Linked DNA regions of Pan troglodytes: region 1 is linked to region 2. The links are chromatin contacts, called in public HiChIP or PLAC-seq maps. All regions are on one chromosome and are shown on one strand. Each heading gives the region's core, a stretch centred on a gene start, on an enhancer-like site or on the middle of the called end of the contact. The rest is flanking DNA. Distances are from core to core; before and after follow the strand shown. Region 1 holds the start of PRPF39 (pre-mRNA processing factor 39). Region 2 holds the start of KLHL28 (kelch like family member 28).

Region 1 (3,798 bases), core at 793-3,292, 120 kb before region 2:
GAGGCTGAGGCAGAAGAATGACTTGAACCCGGGAGGCGGAGGTTGCGGTGAGCCAATAGCGCCATTGCACTCCAGCTTGGGCAACAAGAGTGAAATGCCATCTTTTGACCTAATACCTTTTTTTTTTTTCTCTGTATGCCTCTTATTCCTGTAGAGGTACTTAAAAATTATACCATTGACTATTCTTTTTCATAAACACAGAAATATATAAAAATCTGAAGTCATCACTAAAGACTGAAAGGAGTTTTGGGTAGAGCAAAACAAGTAGCTTTGCAATACACAAATCTCATCCACAAGGCAATCTGGAGATTTGGGATGTAAGAAGAAAAGAGACTATCATAACCACTGGTTTTGGCAGCTGTTTTTAGGGGCTAAGTAGTCACACGCCGACTTTTTAAAGTCTCTACATATTAAACACTATGTTCCAGAAACTAGATTTTGTATATGTATTTACATAAACGTCTACATCAATCTTCGGCTTTTTGGAAAACGTACCATTTGGCTGGAACTATACTACCTTCTTCCTCCTTTGGCTATTTTTAATTTTTTTTGAAGTCCTATCTTCCATGTAGATTTGTTAAAACATACCACAGAAAACAGCACATACAATTTTTATCATTTGACTTTTAAACATCTTCTTTTTCAATTATAAGATAAGCAAGGAAAAATATTCTGAGACTTTACACAAATAGTGTCTCATACCACCTATGAGCCATCTATGCTCAACCCCTACTTCAAAGTTCACAATCTAAGTACTAGTCCTCTTTAACACAACTCCTTTCCATCACTTTATCCCTACTAGAGAGTGAACAGTGGAAAGTTCCAACTTTTGCAACTCTAGAATGAGGTTATAAATCTAGAGGGAGGAGGAAAACCTGACAGTAGACGCTTGTTCTTTTCACTCCATTCAAGCTCCCATACAGCCTAAAACACTTAAGTTTCAACATGAGCTTCATACGTCCCTGTCCAAAACTTGCTTTCTCAAGCCTCACGCTTTCCAGCTGTAGCAAAGTTTATTTCTGAACAGATTAAATCAGTTGCTAAATAATCTGAAGTCCTCAAACAGAAGGCCATATGAGTATCAAACGAAAAAAACAACATTTGAATCAGCATAAATTTACATGGTATTATGGCATCATTACTAATACACTGAGCAGTATTATTTATTAACTTCAAGTATTAATTAACTTAAAGATGTGATTTTGGAGAAAAACACCAGTGGTGGTCTCTGATTACCAAAGTTAAACATTCTTAAGCACAATCCCTTAAAAAATCCTACCAGGATCAATGATGTGTTTTTTCTGTTTTAAAGTATCCTGCCAAAAGCTGTGGGTGCTGTGACTTAGGGTCGCAAAAGTGTTGCTTATGTAGTCAGAAGACAGAACGTGCCGTACAAGGCGCTCACATGCCTTAGTAATAGAACGTATATTATCTTCCCAATCCTCTGGCGGCTGCAAATGTGCTCCTTCCACTTCCAGCCACCCCAGCTGTGTTCCAGCTCCGGGAGAAGCAAGGGCTTTAGAATTACCCCCAAATATCTTCCTAAATCCAGGCGAAGGAGGCCCACACTTCTCCACCCTACCTAACGCACCCCTCAAGTGAAACGTTTGGTCTAAGAAAAAAATACCTTGCACCGCTCCACCCAACAGGTGGGAAGGAGAAAGGAATGGACAGCTGGGCGCTGAATCCGAGCCAGGCCTCAAACAGGGCGGGAGAGGGAGGCCGCGGCCAGAGCGCGGCCTGAAACCCGGCAGGCCCCTTTCAGTACCAAGTACCACCCTCTGCCCCAGCTAATTTCAAGGAGCCCGCCCCAGCAGACCTTATGATGGATGCCACTTGATGCCATGAGCCGAAGCCTGTGACGACCTAGCCGAAGATGGCACTTCACCGCCTCCGTCCCCACAGCCACCACAGCAGCCGCCACCCGCGCCACGGCCGCCTGGTCCAGGGCACGATGCGCATGCGTCAGTGTCCCTGGAGGCGAAAAAGTCACGTGGGTTCGCAGCGCGCAGGCCTGGCCCTCCCAGGGATCCTCGCTGCCCGTGCGGCCCCAGCCCCGCCCCCGCAGCCCCGCCCCGCCCCGCCGCGAGCGAGGGCGGGGACCGCTGCGCCTACCTGCTTTTCCCTCCATAGGGACTTCCCAAAGGAAAGGAGGGCGTTTAGGGGCTTTCACACGCCTGATCTTAAACACAGCGCCCTGACCCCTCCCCTCCAAAAACGGCAAAATGTCATTTTTGGGGGCAAATCTAAGGTTTTCCCTACAATTGTTCAAGCTTTCACACTAAAACATTTACCTAAAAACGGGCAGAAATTCAGCCTTAAACCCACAAATCTCACGATGGTATGGACCCTGGGCCCACTCAGGTTTCCTGAAAACTAAACAATTCTGGAGTTAGGGGTTTGGAGAACGGGCTATTGTTAAAGAAAAAAGTATTTAGTGACACTTGTTAAAGCACAAAAAGAGGGCTTTATTCAGGACCATCGCAACAGGTATAGGGACCACTGACTGCAATGGAGACTTGCAGTGGGGAAAGAGATATTGGGCTCAACTCCTCATACAGCATGGGCAAGTGGAGATTTATAGCCAAGGAGCGGTGGTAAGTGAATGTATAATTACTAAGAGGAAACATCAGGGTAAGGGGGATTTTGGCTAAACCCACCTAATAGGATTTTTGCTGAAGACAGGCCAAGATAATGAGGCATCACCTGGGGGATGGTGGAGACTGAAGAACCTGATCAGATATTGAGGATGATCAGCTATCAAGGATGGGGGTTTATTGCTAATCTGACTTAGCAAAGCTCTTTGTTTAAACTGGATTTTACAAAGAAAGTGTACAGAAGAGCCTAGCAGAAGATTCAGAAACCTGACTAAAGTTGGCCAAGCAAAAAAAAAAATCTTTGTATCTAAAGGGATATGTTATCCTCTGGACAAATTGAGGGGGGCTGTGCGTTAACAATCTTAGCAGTCCTCTTCAGTTGTACCACCATCTCCACTTTAATGAAAAAAAAATTTCTTTCAAATCTGGCCTCTCTCCCTTTAAGATTCTGTTACATTTGTGCCCCCGCATTCACCCGTCACTTACCATGTAATCTGTTGTTCCAGGTGCATTAGTATTACTATTGGGCTCCAAGTTCCTCATCTGAAATCTGTCTCCTCTGGAAATACTTATTTACAAGACGACGTTTCTTGTCACAACGCAGGTTAATCATAAATCCTCTCACCCGCACCTTTCCTTCGAAATACCAAATTCAGTCTTTTTTCCTACCTTTTACTTGCATCACACTGCACCTAGTAGTAGCTTTCCCTTTCCATTTGCCTCTTCTACTTTCCAAGCTAACTTTTTTGGATTCTCTGACAGTGTGGCCATGTTTTTTGTTTGTTTGTTTCACAGGTTTAAACAGCAGCTTTTAAATGTTTACTATGGGAAGAATAGTCAAGGGAGTGGTGCGTTGGGAAGACAGACCAGAGTTTGCTGCTGGCACTGTTACGCAGGGACTGTTTGGCATGACCTTCACTCCTATTCTGGTTCTTTGGTCTTTCTAAGGTGGCCTCAATTTCTTTATCAGTAAATAAGATTATCTCTGAGATGTCATTCACTCAAATAGCCATTTTATAAAAATCTACTTGCATCTTCAACTTCATTCACTGTGGATTCATTGTTTTACTTTATCTAGTTTTTACATTTTACCTTTCAAGCCGGTGCTATTGCTCTCACTCCCCTGCTTAAAAACCTCCACTGGTTTCCTCCTCCACTTTTTTTTTTTTTTAAGAAATCCTAAACTTTTAGAATGGAAAAT
Region 2 (4,082 bases), core at 1,419-3,918:
TGTGATCTGTACCATTATAATGAGTACCAACATTCAAATGGATTTAAAATCGATTTAAAACAAAGCATAACATGTTTCCCTCAAGCAGGCTGACCCTTAAGTCATCACGGGCATATTTTCATTTAAATTCTTCACACTTTCGACTCAAGAAAATTAGAGAAGCATACCTGCTCTATATCCTTGGAAGTGGAGGTCTGGTTTTCTCCCATGATTCCAGGTTGCTCATTTTCCCATGGTAATTTATTTTTTCCTTTTCCTGCACTTAATACCCTTCGGGTACAGATAGTTGGGCTGTAAGATCCATAAATGTGCATGCTATCCCTCACGTGGTCACCACAGTGACAGTGTGCACTCTGAGTTCTGTTACCAGCCAAAAGCCAATCCGTATCTGCTCCATGTGCCAAATGGTTTGACCTACCCCCGGCAGAAGATGGCATCAGTACTGCATATTCCACAAATCCCTGCTCTGTGAGCCTTGGTAAGGTTTTCCTAGCCAATCTGGCCTGCACAGCATTCATCACTCCATCTCCATTATCTTGCAGTTCAACTGTATCCACAGCTTTAAAAAGGATGCTGGTTTTACCTGAGCCCATTGATGATGCCAATACGGCAAAAGCTTCTAAAGCTGCTTGGCGTACCCTGCGTTTGCTATCTACAAGAGCTGGGGCAAGATCAAAGGACAGTTTGGGCAAGTCAAAATCCTCACTAGGATAGGTCAGCAGGGAGCAGATGCAAATGTTCACCACCTCCTCTCTCACTCTGGAATGCTTATGTTTGAGATGTTCCAGGAGTAAACAAAGCACCTGCTGAGGTCCTACTTCCTTCATTAGCTTGAGGAAGATTTTCATGTATTCTTGTTTGATCACCAACTTGTTGTCCGCCAGCACTTTGACAGAAGCTGCTATAACTGGTCCCAAGAACTGCTGTACCTGCTCTCCAAGGCGAATAACCAGTAAATGCAGGACTTGAAGTGTGCCATGCACCACTTTGAAGTTAGAATCGTCTAACAAATTATACAGCAAACTAATGAAGCCAACAAGACTAGAATGAGGAGTAGAACTAGGGTTAAATTTTCCCAGCACCTGCTTTAGTTCTTCGACGGCCTGGGTCCGGTTCTTATAGTCTTCCTGATCCAATAATCGTGAATGCAGCTCCTGAGGAATAATCCCAAATTTAAGATTGCTGTTGGAAAGAGTCACTGCACAGGGAAGGGGATCTTCAGGAAATCCAGAGGCTTCAAGTTCCAAATAATAAGGAACCTGACTTCCAAACTGGGACTCCAGGCGGTGATTGTAGTGTCTCCTCAGGGCAGAGGGCAGACGAGAAATATAAGATTGAAACCTGTCTTGGCCAAGTCGCTCCCCAATTTGTTGAAGTGCGGAGAAAGCTGTCTCAGATTCTTCTTCTGTCTCCTGATCACCAAGCTTTCGGGCTAGGGATATTATCACCTCGGTGAGATCCAGACCAAGCAACAAGTCCTCAGTAGTAAGCAAGATGGGAAGCAGTAGTGCTGTGGAAGCTCTAAGTCGGGCATCGGTACTTTCCAGTCCTTGTTGTATAAGCGTTCTCAGCACCTCTCCAGAACTACGTTTCAGACATATATGAAGGATCTGCAGCGCATCTTTCCGCAGGGCTGGATTCTCTTCCCGTAACGAGACAACTAGTTGAGGCAAAAGTGCTAAGCTAAAGGCCTCTTCAAGCTGGCCTGCCTCCCCCTGACCCCGGAGAACGTCCGAGAGAAGTTGCAAGCAAAGCCGCTTCTCATCACTACCTCCTTCCACAAGCACTCGGCCCAGTGCCCGATACAAAGCTTCCTTGCGTCGGGGGAAGCCAAGTCGACCGCCCCGCCGCGGCAAAGCAGCTTGCAAAGCCTGAAAGGCCTCAGAAGGATCCGGGGCAGTGCGGAGGAGTTGAAGGAGCCGAGTGTCCTCTTCATCTCCCCCTGACAAACCGCCTCCAGACTCAGACCAGCTGCTTGAGACTGCCTCCGAGGGCATCAAGAGGGCCGAGGCCAGAGGCGAAGTTGTAGTGGGGCAGGAACCGTGGTCCCCCGCAGCTCCACGGAAGTAGTAGTTTTTCTCTCCTCTCATAATGCCCCCAACTCGACTATCATCAGTCTCTGGGGCGGAAGGACGACTGCGGCTCTGGAGCCGATAGGTAGAGAGGACTGGAAAGGGCGGCAGCAGAAGCAGCGCGGAGGGGGCAGCCGCCATGCAGGGTTGTCAGGTGGTGGTGGTTGGAAGAAACCATTGCTGTCTCCAAAGGGCTCGATGGAGCCCAGACTTCCAGATCCTCTCCAAGCCCCAAGCTGCAGAAGAGGCAAAAGAACAGCTTCAGCCTGCCGCCAGGCCGCCCCCAACTCCGGGAGGCAGCCTCTGGCAAAATGGCCCCCGTCTGAGCCCTAGACCCCACAGCTGCCACCGGGCGTAACCAAGGGCACCACGTGACCAAACCGATTGCTTCCATGGTGATGTACCCAGCGCGGACCTCTTGACCCGGAAATCCACTTGCCGTGATGAATGCTGGGTTATGTAGTCCACGTCAGGTGTTGAGACTAGGCCAAAGTCTCCTGGAAGAGGAAGTCAGAACGTTGTAAACGTAGCTACAGCGGAGAAGGGAGGAGGGGTGAAGACATTTGACGGATGTGACGCTTTCTTTGCTCTGGGCGGAAGTTGCCCGCCCCACCCGTAAGAGTTAGGGTTTGACCGGAGCTAGTGAGGATCCAGCCCAGGCTCCAGTTGTCCGCGGATCCTCCTCCTGTCGCTGCCCGTGTGATTACTGGGACTCAGGTATTTTCCTTTTGCTGTCCTCCAGCGGTGCAGGCTTTGGCAGTGTTTTGCCCGAATGCCACTGGTGCTAGAGTAAGAGGCAAAGGACTGAGCGGAGCAGGTGGAAAGAGAGGCGACATCTTCTTGTGCAGGGCTCGTCACCCTTGTAAACGCGTTACTCTCTACCACCCTGAGTAACTGCGATCCTTTCCTCTTGCCATCTGCTTATCAGGACAGAAGATCTGGACCACGGCCAAGCTCACAAATCGGGTATTTTTTTTTCAATTCCTGGTCTTTGGGGCCTTTATTCGCCTCCCCCTTCTCCTTTTGTCGACTTCTCTTAACCCTCCGGCCGCAGAGGGTTAAATTTTTTTTGTTTTTGTTTGTTTGCTTTTGGCAACGTTTCCTTACCCTCATCACTTTGCGTTTTCTTTACAACGTACATAATATGGAAATAGGTCTGTTTTTTTTCCCCTGTAGCTAACCGCCTCTCCCTTAGACGTTATCAAAATCTTTCCTTCTAATGCAGTTCCTCTGTGGGACTCTCCCCTAACCTCCGCCCCCTCGGTCTGCCGCCCTAGCCTCCCTGCAGGATCCTCAAGCGTCTCTGCAGCTTTTCAGTCTCCTAGAGACAGAGATTGCGAAGACAATTTCACTTGCGGTGGAAGTTCTTTTTGGCATCATGGTTCTAAGAGAATTCTGCCTTGTGGATTTAGGAATGATAGTAGACATTTATTTATTTTAGGCGAACTGAGAATTTTGTGTGCATTTTCTCCTTCTCATAAGTGATACTTAAACGGACACAGTGGAAGAGCTGGAGTGTCTAGTGTGAGCCTGAATGCTTTGGAGTGTGGAAGAGAGATTTTTTTTTTTTGAAGGAATAATACAATTACTTTTGAATGACTCGTGCGAAAAGTCTAAGTTATCATTTGAAGACCCAAATTTATGCACTTCAAATGCAAGTATTCCTACCCTGCTCTGTACCAGGTGGGATTTCTCTTAAATACTTTTTAAAGTCTTGGAATAAATGAGTCACATATGCCAAACAGCTTTATAAATAATGCTCCCAGCTGATGCAAGTGCAAAAATAATTTCTGGATTTTTGCCTTAAAGTACGATTTGAATATCAGTTTTGTTTTGTTTTGTTTTTGGGGGGTGGGGGTGGGGAATAGACTATTAATGTAAATGAGGCTGTGTAAATATACATCCTATGTTTTGGTTTAAATTCTAGGCTGTTACTTTGGTTTTAATGAGCCATTTTCGTGTTTAAATGAATCTGCCTAAATTAGGTTTAGCTAGCATGTTTCATTTTAG

What was found. HiChIP or PLAC-seq counts read pairs in DNA pulled down with a chosen protein or histone mark.
Region 1: a contact with region 2 is called in an H3K4me3 HiChIP or PLAC-seq map of stem cell-derived excitatory neurons, with 2.7 times the contacts expected there. The contact joins the promoter of PRPF39 here to the promoter of KLHL28 in region 2. A contact is called at or near these places in 1 of 7 Hi-C or Micro-C datasets (stem cell-derived neural progenitor cells) and 1 of 1 datasets of contacts at active chromatin or transcription factors (stem cell-derived excitatory neurons).

What each region holds. Positions count from the first base shown.
Region 1 is chr15:43,161,211-43,165,008 of NHGRI_mPanTro3-v2.0_pri, reverse strand. It overlaps PRPF39 (pre-mRNA processing factor 39), which reads right to left and starts at 2,042. Exons shown (of 16, transcript XM_063792895.1): 1 at 1,820-2,042. It overlaps LOC107968309 (a long non-coding RNA gene), which reads left to right and starts at 2,043. Exons shown (of 3, transcript XR_001709407.2): 1 at 2,043-2,597; 2 at 3,104-3,201; 3 at 3,393-3,641.
Region 2 is chr15:43,039,901-43,043,982 of NHGRI_mPanTro3-v2.0_pri, reverse strand. It overlaps KLHL28 (kelch like family member 28), which reads left to right and starts at 2,668. Exons shown (of 5, transcript XM_016926034.4): 1 at 2,668-3,038. It overlaps TOGARAM1 (TOG array regulator of axonemal microtubules 1), which reads right to left and starts at 2,645. Exons shown (of 21, transcript XR_010150936.1): 1 at 168-2,645.